Regions from separate parts of the Sus scrofa genome. Here all the other regions are linked to region 2. Evidence: chromatin contacts called from public HiChIP or PLAC-seq data. All regions are on one chromosome and are shown on one strand. Each heading gives the region's core, a stretch centred on a gene start, on an enhancer-like site or on the middle of the called end of the contact. The rest is flanking DNA. Distances are from core to core; before and after follow the strand shown. Region 1 overlaps KLF7 (Kruppel like factor 7). Region 2 has its middle 87 kb from the start of CREB1. Region 3 has its middle 74 kb from the start of KLF7.

Region 1 (4,654 bases), core at 995-3,494, 260 kb before region 2:
ATTAAGAAAAAACACTGCAACCCGCATTCCTCTCTCCTCATCCTGATCTCTTCCTGGAAGGCAGTTGCCCCCTGTTCTGGGGAAGCACTGAGGGGCCAGGTAGGCAGGACCTGCTGTTCGGTGGAACACAGACTTCCCCATGCATGGGTCTGCCCACAAGCCAGCAGGGGAGGGAACGGGGTAAATACTGGGAAGCTGGAATGAGATGGCAATTGGTCTAAATCCAGCTTTATCAATTTTAAAGCTGACACAACCTTTATCTCTCTGGTTCCTGTATCTATTTTCTCAAATAGATTAGGGAGTGAGGAAGTGGGATTAATTTATTGGCCCCACTAAAAGAACAGCAATCGTGGTATAATTATAGACAACTGTCAACAGTGCAAAGTATCGATCCTCTCAAGAAACCTGGTATATTTTAAATTTATTTGAACATAAAACCAAAAAAAACCGTGTGTGTGTGTGTGTGTGTATAAAACAATAAAAATATAAGTGGCCCATCACTCCATCACCAGGACTTCTCTTAAAAAATTAAAAGCAATGAACATACGTGAAGGTCAAAAACATTTAAACAGAGCAGAAAAGGTATAAAAAGTAAAATCTCCCTTTTCTATCTCCAGCACCCTCTCCTCCTCCCTAAAACTGTCAATAAGTATGTATGTATATCTTTTTATTTGAAATGTTATGCAAATCAGCACATATCATAGAGAGTTTTATTTCTTCCTTTTTCTCATTTACACAGAAGGTAATTGGCTTTTCACTGCAATAGCTGTAAGGCCCCAGGTGCAAAGAGGCTGGGGAGGGGATGGTCTGACTCTTTCTCAAGCCCCCCTCCAGCCCTGCCCATAGTTCCCTTTGCCCTGTAAGGCCTTCGCCCTTTCTTTCCAAGGTGTTCCCTCTGATCACAACCACCCCACTGCTCCACAGTAAGGGCCTCGTAACAGCTAAGACATCTGACAGCGATATAAGATGTCACCACTGGGGGAAACATGGGACTCTGTGTATTATTTTTGCCACTTACTATGAGTCTATAACTATTTCGAAATAAAAAGTGTTTTTAAAATGAAACAAGTCAGTGCTTGGTGGGGAAAGCCACAGTGAAGGAACCTGAAAGTGAGAGGACAAGGAGTGACAGGTGATGACGAAGCTCTCTGACAATGTCAGAGCCAATACCAGGTCCGGGCCTCTGCTGCTTCCACGGTGCTCGCTGACCCTGGCTGTAGCATCGGTTGGTTCCTGAAATGTCTCAGGATGGGTTTGATTTTCTTTAAAGAACAAAACAATGTTTTCCCATGAAGCTATTTGTTGTGAACTTAAAAATGTTACCACTAGATCCAAAGCAAATTATGGTTGTTTTTCTTTTAATAGCTGAGTGAGTTTCCATCCTTTTTTAAAAAAACCAAAACTAAACCTTAAAAGTCTATAAATACTTAATTTTGCAGAGAAAGGTATGGCCCTCCAGATGGGGAGTCCATCCAATTCATGATCTCAAGCATTTTATGGCCACACTTCCCTGCAAATCACATGGATGGCAAAAATCCAGCTGCATACTCGAGTGTTTTGTCACATTCCTGACCCCAGAATCAAATTTCTCATGTGGGAGGTTGAGCCAAAGGTATGTCCTGACGAATCCCTACAGAAGCAGATTCCTGTCCCTCTCCATCTCCATTTCCCCTTGAACGTCTGGAGCCAGGGCAAATTGGAAGCCGTGAGCTTCAGGGACCACATCCAACTCCACCAAGGGTGAGGGGAGGGCCAGGCCTGCCATCTGACCCACACAGGCGGAGCAAGAGAGGCCCATGCCAGGAGTGGCTCCCAAGGGCCACCCTAGCTTCAAACCTTCCCTTGGAAGGGATGTATAGAAACAGAGCTACTCAACCCCAAAAAGAGATGTGCTGAAACCTTGGCGGTCCTCTCACCAGGAGAGATCCAGAGGTGCCTTCATTTCTACCAGGGCTGCAGATGAGGCAGTAGGAGAGTGGGCCTTTGGACACTGTGGGCTCCCAAATTCTTATTGCTTTGGTACCCATCTTAAGCAGCATGGCAATCTGAGCATCCTTAGCTGAAGAGTTCATGGGGCTTGACCAACGCAGGCAGCATGGTGCTCATGTCAGAGAGACATGGACAGATATCGCCTGCCAGAGTTGCCTCAGGCCAGGATAAAGGCCCATGTCCCAGAGAGCACACATGCTGCCCAGTCACTCCAATTCCTGTGTAGCACAAGCTGGGTTTCCCTGGAAGTCAGCTGAGCAGTCCTGGTAAGTCTCGGACTTCCTATCCAGGCAAGTCCCCAGCTTCTTATCATCTAACAACATGTGACAGACATTGTTAATCAGTCATTTTAACCACACAAACTTCCACTTTCAGAAGCAAGCTGTCCCCAGGCTTCTCCCTTCCACATAAAACCCAAACTTCCTTCATCTCTGGGAACCAACACACACACAAATGTACACTAATTGTTTCATAAGTATGGTAAAATACTTCAATTTTTTAAAATGTGTCTTAAAAATTTAAGCCAAGTATATTACCTTAATTCAGAAGTTCTGACACACTATAAACTATAGGTAGACGGTATGTTTACCTTTTCAAAATTTATTTAAAAGGTAACACACACCCAAAGAAATGAGAGAGTTTTATGTCCACACTTTTAGACAACCAGTACAAAAAATTTTCAAAGTTCCATAAATAAGAAAGACACAAGTAAGAGCCCCACTTGAACAAGTAAGAAGCCACTATACTCCAGCTCGGAAAACTGAACAGAAATCATAAGGAGGAAAAAGTCAACCAGGAGTGCTAGTCTAAGGTTTGAAACAAAAGCCTTCACTACCACAGAATAGAAAACAATAACATTATATGGCATGTGACAGTTTACAAAGCACTTTCACAGCCATATATCATTTGATTATAACAATCCTATTATTATAAACCTCACAGTGCAGATGGGAAAAATGCAGCTTAGCAATTTGCCCCCGGTTTATACTTACAAAGTCAGGACTAAATTCCAGTTTTCTGACTCCAAGTCCCTTGATCTTTCTACCACACCAGCATCCCTCAAACTTCAGTTCATTCCACCTTCATGCATTTTCACCAATCAGCATTCCATCTGTATAATCATTTCCCTATTATTTTCATTTTTAATTGCCTCACTAAGGCACTATGTATTAAGGGTGCATATATTTTAAAATATACTTCCTGTAAATGTTCATCACTAAAAGATAATCATAAAACTAAAAACAATAAAACCAAAATGATACTATTAACTTTTAGCTGGATGTTTGCCAATCTAAAGCTGTGGGTCTGAGATCTGCTCTTTCTGTATAAGAAAGAGAGAGAGAGAGACAGAGAGGGAGAGAGGAAGGAAAGAAGAAAGGAAGAAAGGAGGGAGGGAGGGAAGAAGGGAAGAATAAGGAAGGGCGGATGGGGGAGGGAGGGAAGGAGGTGGGAGGAGGGATGGACCATGAGACAGAGGAGGAGGAGGAGGAGAAGGAAAGATCGCAAAGCCTTAAAGACACACTACCACAAAGCTGAGTTTTTCTCCAAGAGTTAGAAGGATTGAAAGAAAACTGAAAAGGGAATAATACTCCCTCCTGCAGTGATTCTGTTGTTATTTAACGCTGTGCTCCAGAAGCCCAAGGGGTACAGCCCACCCTTTGAAAAGCACTGCCTTGAGCCAAGCTGCACTGTGCCTTGGGTTAACATGTGAATGCATTTAAAATATTGAAAAGGGGCTCACAATCCTTGAAGGTCCAATACTGGCTTGGACTTAAATAATGATCTCTAAAGCTCAGGCAGGTTATCCGCAAATTGAGGAGGACAAGGGATTGCAGTGAGATGTCTAGTGGTCCTCAAATTTCTACTACTGTAAAATCCTAGTCTCTAATAGGGAGCGTTAAAAAAGAGATCATACATGCAAAAACAGGAGGAAAAAGTAGGCAGGCACATCTTGGGTAGGAAGACAAATGGTTGGCATTCTGCTTCTCTTTCACAGAAAAAATGTGCAAGGACATTTAAAGTCCACATAATGTCTGTCCGTCTTTCTTTTTTCTTCTTTTTCTTTATTTTCTATCTTTCTTTTCTCCTTTCTAGAGATATTTTTCAGAAATATTTTAATAGCTAATTCACACAGTGAGATAAACAGCTATTAACTTAAAAATTAATAAATATATGTTAACGAGAGAATGACTTAGCACTCAGAAGTTTTTTAAAAAGGAAAAAAAGAAAGAAAAAGTAATTGGAGATTGGAGAAAAAAGGAGGAACCCCCAGCATCAAGCAATTCAAAAGATTGGCTAGCTTTTATAACGGGAAAAGAATGACCCTGAAAATCACCATCTGGTCAACCTAAATGATATCCTTAGTAATATCAGGGAGCCAAGACAAAAGAATACATTTTTTTAAACACCCCTAATGTAGAATAGCATCCTGAAAGCATTAGAAAATGAAGGCCAAGTGCTTGCTGGCAGTACTGGAGTGCCAAGGGTAGGAAGAAAGCAAATTACTTGATTCTCAAGACAGTACTTTATTATAATGCCCTGGAGTTCTTCACACAAAAAGCATCACTTCCTCAGTGAAACAAGTCATATAAAGTCCACTGCCACGAAAAATAAGCAGTTAAAGCACTTAATGGGATTCTGTACCACATGCTTCTATGTCAAGACT
Region 2 (4,243 bases), core at 995-3,494:
CCATACATGTAGTGGCTTAAAACAATATAAACTCATTCACTTACAATTCTGGAGGCCAGAAGTCTGAGATCAAGGTGTTAGAAGGGCTGTACTTCCTCTGAAAGTTCCAGGGGAAAATCCATCCCTTGATTCTTCCAGCTTCTGGTGGCACTCTTTGCATTTCCAACCTTTGCCTCTCTCTGTGTCTATGTCAAAACTCCCTCTGCCTCTCTTTTATAAGGACACATGTAATTGCAAATAGGGCTTAACCAGATATCTTTTGCCATATAAGGTGATAGTCACAAGTTCTGGGAATTAGGAGGTAAATATATCTTTGGAGACCATTTTTCAGCCTATAGAAATACCCTGTGGTTTAATGTGTTTGTCCTGTTTTTTGAAATGCTTAATCAAGTCTTTTGCTCACTTTTCTATTGGGCGATATGCCTTTTTCCTATTGATTTATTAGGTCTTTTTTATTATCCTGAATACAAATTCTTTGTGAGAAATTTTGCAAATTCTTCTCTCACTCTGTGTCTTGCCTTTCCACTCTTCTAATAGTGCCTAGTTCTAAATTTAGTGTAGTCTAATTTATCTCACTTTTTAATAGATTAATAAATAGGTTCAGAGAAGCCCCATGACATTTTCAGGATGTGTATCTAATTAGAGGGAAGCACTTCAGCTCAAAGTGTCCACATTACCAAAGTTTATTAATGGATCAATGGGGGGTTTCAGAGCTATAAAACCACAGGGTATTTCTAAATGTTTCACCTGGCATTTAGAGTTTATTTTAAGAATACATTTTTGAATTAAAGTCTTTAAAATTGGTTTTACAAAAATTTAGTTGGCATCTTTGCAGAAATTAACAAGCTGATCCTAAAATTCATATGGAAATTCAAGAGATCCAGAGTAGGCAAAGCAATCTTAATAGAGAAAAATGAGTAGGAGGACTCATACTTCCCTGTTTCAAAACTTACTACAAAGCTACAGTAAATAAGACAGTGTTGTATTGGCAGAAGGATAGATCAATGGACTACAAACCAGTGTAATAAATCTTAGAGTCCAAAAATGAACCCACACATCTTGGTCAACTGATTTTCAATAACGGTGCCAAAACCACTAATGGAGAAAAAAATACTTTTTTTCAAAATAGTACTAGTACAAATAGATAAGCATACAAAAGAATAAAGTGAGATCTCTACCTCACACCATATGCAAAAATTAACTAAAAGTGGATCAAAAGTCTAAACGTAAGATATAAAACTACAAAACTCTTAGAAGGACACGCAAGCATAAATCTTCATGATCTTGAATTACGTGATGGTTTCTTAGCTACAATGCTAAAAACACAAGCAAACAATGAAAAAATAAATTGGACTTCAAAGTTTTTAAAATTTGGGCTGCAAAGGACATCATCAAGAAAGTGAAAAGACAGCTGACAGAATGGGAGAAAATATTTGCAAACTGAATAGTTGCTAAGAGATTTGCATCTAGAATATATAAATAACACATATGATTCAATAATTAAAAGACAATTAGAATGGACAAAAGATTTGAATAGACATTTCTCCAAAGAAAATATACAAGTAGCCAATAAACACATGAAAAGTTACTCAAATCTGAGGAAAGTACAAATCAAAACAATGAGATGCCATGTCATAACCACTAAGATGGTTAGAGCCAAAAAGATAGTAGCAAGTGTTGACAAGGATGTAGAGAAATTGGAACCCTCATACACTGCTGATGGGAATATAAAATTATGCAGCCATTATATCTTTTCCAGTAATACCACTTTGAAAAATAGCCTAACAGTTAATTAAAAGGTTAAACATGAAGTTACCATATGACACAGCAATTTCACTCCTCAGTATATACTCAAGAGAAATGAAAACAAACTTTTGTTGACACAAAGCTTGCACATAAATGTTCATAGCAACATTACTCATAATAGCCAAGAAGTGGAAACAACCCAAATGTCTCTTAGCTGATTAATGGATAAATAAATGTGGTATATTCATATCATGAAATATTATTCCTCCGTAAAAGGAATGAAGTATCAGCACATGCTACAACTAAGATGAAGCTTGAAAATACTATGTTAAGTGAAAGAAAATGGTCACAAAATTTATGATTTCATGTGTATAAAATATTTAGAATAGGCAAATCCATAGAGACAAAAAATAGATTAGTGGTTGCTTAAGGATAGGGAGACTGTGGGGACGAATGGGAAACAGCTGTTGCTGAGTACAGGATTTCTTATGGGGTGATGAAACTTTCTAAAACTGATAGTTGCACAATTCTATAAATACACTTAAAAACAGTGAACTGGGAGTTCCCGTCGTGGCGCAGTGGTTAACAAATCCAACTAGGAACCATGAGGTTGTGGGTTCGGTCCCTGGCCTCACTCAGTGGGTTAAGGACCCAGCGTTGCTGTGAGTTGTGGTGTAGGTCACAGACACGGCTCGGATCCTGCATGGCTGTGGCTGTGGTGTAGGCTGGTGGCTACAGCTCCAATTCTCGACCTCTAGCCTGGGAACCTCCATATGCTGAGGGAGTGGCCCCAGAAAAGGCAAAAAGCCAAAAACAAAAAAAACCACTGAACTGCTGCACTTTAAATAAGGGAAGATGGCAAACACAATCTTATTTGTTTTATAATAAAGGATCTCTAAGTCAAATTTTATTCATTTGAAATTATAATAAATTTGGCAGGACAAAAAGTTTTATAATGTAAATGAATAAACAATATTTTGTGAAAAATGTTTAAGAAAATTCATTGCACTTTTTAAAAACGCAACTTTTGTCTACCTGTATAGCTTTACTTACCAGGTTGCAATGTAACTGCCTATCTGAATGTCTTTTTTTTTTTTTTTTTGGTCTTTTTGTCTTTTTAGGGCCGCACCCGAGGCATATGGAAGTTCCCAGGTTAGGGGTCGAATCGGAGCTGTAGCCACCAGCTTATGCCAGAGCCACAGCAACGCTGGATCTGAGCCGCGTCTGCAACCTACACCACAGCTCACAGCACCGCTGGATCCTTAACCCACTGAGCAAGGCCAGGAATCAAACCTGCAACCTCATGGTTCCTAGTCGGATTCATTTTGGCTGCACCTCAATGGGAACTCCTATATGTCTCTTATCCTAGACAAAAGTCCTGTCCATAATAAAGTCAGTTTCCTTATTTTTACATTTCCACTGCCTGGTGCAGTGCCTGGCAGATAGTATACCTTCATTCAATAAATATTTACCGAAGGCTCTTACTTCAAAGTACCATACTCTGAAGACTTCTGATTCCAGCTACCTAAAAGGTATGCATATCAAAAAAAATTCCTTTTGATTTTTTTTATAAAAACAACTTTATTTGGAAAATTTTGTTTTCTTTTAGTTATATATTTCTGTAAGTTATTAAACTTCACATCCACATTTCTTTACAAAGTATGGTATAATTTAGATTTTTCACTAATTCTGTCCTTTCCAAAAATTAATCTGAACTAGTGAAGCTAGTGTAATAAACCAATATTTCTGTTTTCAATTTTGGTGGGGTTTTTTTTTTTTTCTTTTTTCTTGTCTTTTTGTCTTTTTAGGGCCACACCCTTGGCACTGGAGGTTCCCAGACTACGAGTCAAATCGGAGCTACTGGCCTACGCCACAGAGACACCAGATCTGAGCTTCATCTGTGATCTACACCACAGCTCACGGCAACACCGGATCCTTAACCCACTGAGTGAGGCCAGGGATCGAACTCGCAACCTCATGTCGGTTTCATTTCTGCTGAGCCATGATGGGAACTCCTCAGTTTTGGTTTTAAATATGTATATCCTTAGATCCAAACTTCTCATCCCTCATATATTGACCCCTGGATTAGTCATCATGATCCATGAAAGTTTATGAGTTGGAAGAAAATGTAGATAAACTACTGGTTATATTCGTCTTAGAATCAATGTTAGCACTTACTTGGGAAGGGGAGTATACAGATGTTTGTTAGAATCATCTTTTGTATTCCCTGCACAAACATTAGGGTGCTATCTTGAAGGCTGTTGAGTGAGAAGCTGTTCTGAACATGGCAGGAAGATCTGGCAGTGGGCAGCCAAGTCATGCACAGGTTTTAACTGCATGTCATAAGAAACTGGTAGTGTTTTTCATCTGTGGATCAGTGTTTTGTTTTGTTTTATTCTATGGTCAGTTGGTTTTTATATCTGTTAAATACTCAGAAATCACCTTTCAATTCATTCTTAAATACATGCTCTTTAAAAGTACAGACATACTCATAAAT
Region 3 (4,506 bases), core at 35-2,534, 170 kb before region 2:
CTAGGCACCACTTCCAGAACACTGGATCTAAAACGCTTTTTAGACCATCCTCTCCAGATTCCTGATTGGCAAGGTCTCACTGGTACTGGATCCTCAGCCTGCCCCTCCTCTGGCTTTCCTGGCCCTGCGTTGCCTCCTTGGGCAACAAAACCCTTGCCTCATGGACGTACCATGTAGCTGGTGTCCTGACTGAGCCAACCCTAGTGGCCCTGTGAGTGCAGTGACTCAGATCCTTGGGGCCATTTACAAGCTACCAACAGAAACGGCAGCACTTATCCAAGCCTCAGTTGGATTGTAACGAGGTCTAAAGGTGGCTGGCAGATGAAGCTACCCATGCCTCTGCTGTTATCTACTTCAACTGATTTACCCGAGGGAATGCACAACTTCTGGGCACCATTGGAGTTAAAACATATGGACACATATGGGAAGGAAGGGAAAAGAGGGAAAGCAACCTGAGTCAGTTTGCATGGAGAGAAGGCAGGGAACCTTAGGAAAGAGCCTGGAGTGTGAACCAGACTCAGCAACAGCCCTTGAAAAGCCGAAGGAAGTCATGGTTCTGGCTGAAGCTCGTGGAAGACATTAGAAGGCTCCCATTTCAGCTCAGGAATATATTTGGATGAAAGGGAGAGGGGATGGAGGGAAACTTTGCAAACTTTCATGGAGTTGGTGGCAATTACTAAAGGTAATGAGACCATATTCTTGCTCACCTTCTAGTAAAGCTTGGGGACCCATTGGTTACAACAGAGTACTATATACTCTACTTCCTTTTTAAGGGTGTCAGGAGATATCTGATCTGCCAGAGCCTGTCCTGCTACCCTGTCTCTGACCTAGAGATCAGAAGCCAGTAAGTTGGCACCATCCAGCATCTGAGCCTCTGTGGCTACAGAGACGTGTCCTCTCCCTATACAGAGAAACAGGAAGCAGTCTGTAACCACTGGGTCCACACAGACCCTTCATCCCATCATGAAAGCCACCTCTGCCATCCAAAGCCTTCCCTTGCTCCAGCAAGGATGACAGGAAGCCTTTACTCTGCATGTGCATCCAGCGTGAGCCTCAGCATCTGCATTCAAATGCTGTCTTTATTGGACTCTGCCCACCTCCAGCCAGAGAGGATGACAAGCAAAGCCTACCACAGAGATCTTTTCATGTTTTTAATCATCCCAGGCATGCCTCTGGTTTCCTCCCCGACCCTCCAAGCTTGCAATCTGTTTCCTTCTGTGGTGAGGCTGGGCAAGTCCCCTGCCTGGGTTGGAGAGCTGTGAGTCATGAGTCCTGCCGCTTCACCCACAAGTTCCAAACAGCCTAGCAAGATCCAACTCTGACCCCACAGAGTTCTCCATCCACGACGGGTGCCTTCAGGAATGTGTCTGCGGGAAGCAAGAGAACTTTCAAATACGGTGCAACAGAGTCATTGATGTTTTCTCCCTCCTATGCTGGATTGCAAGACACCCCCAAAGGCTAGTCGGCTCCACAATTAGGTAGGCACAGAGAGAGACCTGAGTCCAACTCTGAGCCATTTCAATCCATTTTAGAGCTGACTTGCTCAGAGAATGGAAAGGAACAAGGCTCTCAGTGGAGATATCATGTAGCTATGGCCTACAAGCATTTTTTTAATAGGTAAAATTTAGAAAGAATTTGAATATTTTATGCCGGGGAGATAGATTGTCAAGAGAAATGGTTGGGGAAAGGAAACATTCAGTTCAAGTGATTCCAAAGGACATTTAACTGATCTAAATATTTGTCAAGCTGACTCACTACATCCACCCTCACCTGCCTGAAATCAATATGTTCAAGTCAAACACAGTCGTTTGCCTCCGAGTGTAGAGAAAGAACTTAAACCTGAACTGGCAGCCAGGAAGGGGAGAGAAGAGTCGGACTGGGAGCCAGGCTAGAGAAGCTTTTTCCTCTAAGGGAGAGACCTAAAACAAGTTGTTGATCCCCCTAGAGTTAGCTTTCAAAGTCTGTAATCCCACAGCAAGCTTCGGCTCATCTAGATGCCATGAATAAACGGTTAAATACTGAGGAGAGCATTTTTTTTTGGAAAAGTGTATGAACATATCTGTTAGAACAAATGCTTTCTCTTCTTGCTCTAGCTTTGAATTTCTCAGGACGAAGACGTACTACTTTGCACAGAAAGCATGGACAAGGCCAGGCATGCTGTTTACCCACTTTTTAAGGAGTTCCCTTAAGATACCTATGTCAAGGCCTTTTCATTCTGAGTCATTTGACTTCTATTCCAAAAACGAAATGGGAGAGGAAAAAAAAAAAAAAAAAAGAGCCCTTTGATTTAACACTGTTTTTCACCAGATGCCTGTAACTTGGGAGCCGTCTGGCACTGGAAATACCCCTGATGCTGCCACATTCTGAGATGGGTTCGCAGAGGCATAGCACCTCCTTAGGCCCTGCCCTGAATGCAAAATGGAACTAGGTGCTGGCCCCCTGAGAGTGAAGAAGAATCAAGGAGGACTGGGGGTCCTGAGGCTCCGACTGGTCACAGATGTGTCTGCACAGCTGTGTGGACAGCAGGGTACCCAGAGGCCAATTCCTGTCACTCCTGACTCACTGCTACTGTGACCAAGGACATGCTGGATCTTGCGACCAGCCCTATACTCAAGGACAGATGGAAAGGCACTTTGGGGCCTCACTCAGGTTCTTATTCTCTCCTCTACGAAAGGCAGTATAGCCATGAGAAGTGACCACTTCTGCTGTCATCGTTAATGTGGTAGAGAATTGCAAAAATCCCTTCTCATTCCCCCCACCCCCCTGCCCCTGTCCTTTCCCTCTCCTTGTAGCCACACCTTTGCAACATGACTTTGCATTTCCTCCCATAAGTAAGTGGAGTTAATTTCCCCACCCTTTAATCTGGGCTGGCTTTATGACTCACTTGGACCAAGTGATGGTGTGCCAGCTCTAAGCCTCAGCCTCGAGAAGTGCTGAGCCCTTCTGCTCTCTCTCTCTTGAACTCCATGATTCCATGAAGAACCTGGGATTGTTGAACAAAAGACACGCACAGCCCAGTCCACTGTCACCCTGCTGATAGCCACACAAATGCCAGACTTCAGAGAAAGGGAGCCCTTCCTAGACCAAGCAGCCCTCAGCCCACCTACCAGCTGAGACAGGAGTGAGCCAAACCAACATCAACCAAATTTGGCCCAAGTCAGCACAATCACCCAGCTGACCTGTAGACTTGTGAGTGACAGTAAATGCTTGTTGTTTTCAGTCACCAAGTTTTGAGGTGACTGGTCTTACAGCAATAGTCAACTGATGTCCTCATTCATTTGAGGGAGAGGGAGCGCACATGATAGGGTGGAGTAACACGACCCTTCAGGCATTAACATATTCATTCCACAGAGAGTGGATGAACTACTATAGAACTCAGGTATCATTCCAAGCTCTGGGGATCCAATGACCCTGCTTTCTTAAGAGTTTGCATTTCAGTGGGTGAAGATCAACTACAAATAAATAAGTGAGTAAGTAAATACAAATATTGGCTAGTACACAATATACAGACCATTTGAAAGGGTATACACTAAAGAGTAACTGTGTGGTTACCTCAGGTTTATGGCCAGGGAAGTCTCATTGAAGAAACATTTAGACTGAGAGCTGAGGTACAATGTAGAGTGAGCCATGTGAATATGAGGAGAAGAGCACTCTGAGCAGATGGAAGCGCAAGTGCACCCTGTGGCTGGACCACGGGGTGGCTCAGCAACAGAGAGAAGACTATATATCTAGAAACCATGGGAAAGGAAAGAGGGGTGGGTAGGGGCAAAGAACAGGGCATGTAGGCCTTTCAAACCAGGAAAAATAATTCAGATTTTATGCTAAATGCACTAAGCAAGCTATCATCGTTTTTTAAATCAAGAGAGAGTAACATAATCTGACTAATGTTTAAACGAATCCCTTTGGCTGATGGGCACAGAGTGGCTATTAATGGGCAAAAGTGGAAGAAGGGAATCAGTTAAGAAGCTCCTGCAATCGTTCAGCCTGAGCCAGGGTTATAGTAATGGAGATTAAGAGAAGAATGTTTTAAGGGAAGAAGTGACAGGACTTGGGATGAACTGGATGTGGAAGATAAGGGAGAGAAAGGAATCAAGGGTAATGCCCAGATCTTTGTTCCGTAATTAGATGAGCTGAAATACAAGGGGGGAGGGGAGGGCAGGCTTGAGGGCTGGGCATCAGAGTCTGAGATGTCTATTAGAACAGGGGAGAGGCCAAGTATGTGAGGGCCACGTGGGCCTGGAGTCCTGGGGTAGGGTCGTCACTGGAGGAGTAGGGTGGGGGTCACAGGCAGGAAGATGATAAAAGCCTTGGGTTGCATGAGGTCACCTGAGGTCAGTGATTACAAGAAAGAGGCGCCCAGGACAGAGACCTGGGACAGGCCAACATTTACAGGTTGAACATTGAGAAGAAGCCAGCAAAGGAAACTGAGAAGGACAGCCTTTACCAGGGCAAATAAGGAAGTACATACAGCGTCACACAAACCAAGTGGGTAGAACGGCAAGAAGA

The links. HiChIP or PLAC-seq counts read pairs in DNA pulled down with a chosen protein or histone mark.
Region 1: a contact with region 2 is called in an H3K27ac HiChIP or PLAC-seq map of alveolar macrophages. The contact joins two enhancer-like sites. A contact is called at or near these places in 3 of 47 Hi-C or Micro-C datasets (embryonic fibroblasts, epiblast stem cells and liver) and 1 of 2 datasets of contacts at active chromatin or transcription factors (alveolar macrophages).
Region 3: a contact with region 2 is called in an H3K27ac HiChIP or PLAC-seq map of alveolar macrophages. The contact joins two enhancer-like sites. A contact is called at or near these places in 1 of 47 Hi-C or Micro-C datasets (skeletal muscle) and 1 of 2 datasets of contacts at active chromatin or transcription factors (alveolar macrophages).

Annotation. Positions count from the first base shown.
Region 1 is chr15:110,361,302-110,365,955 of Sscrofa11.1, forward strand. All of the region lies in intron 1 of KLF7 (Kruppel like factor 7), which reads right to left. Among named protein-coding and RNA genes, the nearest start is that of KLF7, 15 kb to the right of the region's middle. Within about 2 kb of position 2,245, at least 25 of the 83 cell types and tissues checked have an H3K27ac peak or open chromatin away from gene starts, as enhancers often do. A contact at or near this core is called in alveolar macrophages, where this site is marked.
Region 2 is chr15:110,616,702-110,620,944 of Sscrofa11.1, forward strand. No RefSeq gene overlaps it. Among named protein-coding and RNA genes, the nearest start is that of CREB1, 87 kb to the right of the region's middle. Within about 2 kb of position 2,245, at least 2 of the 83 cell types and tissues checked have an H3K27ac peak or open chromatin away from gene starts, as enhancers often do. A contact at or near this core is called in alveolar macrophages, where this site is marked.
Region 3 is chr15:110,450,962-110,455,467 of Sscrofa11.1, forward strand. No RefSeq gene overlaps it. Among named protein-coding and RNA genes, the nearest start is that of KLF7, 74 kb to the left of the region's middle. Within about 2 kb of position 1,285, at least 18 of the 83 cell types and tissues checked have an H3K27ac peak or open chromatin away from gene starts, as enhancers often do. A contact at or near this core is called in alveolar macrophages, where this site is marked.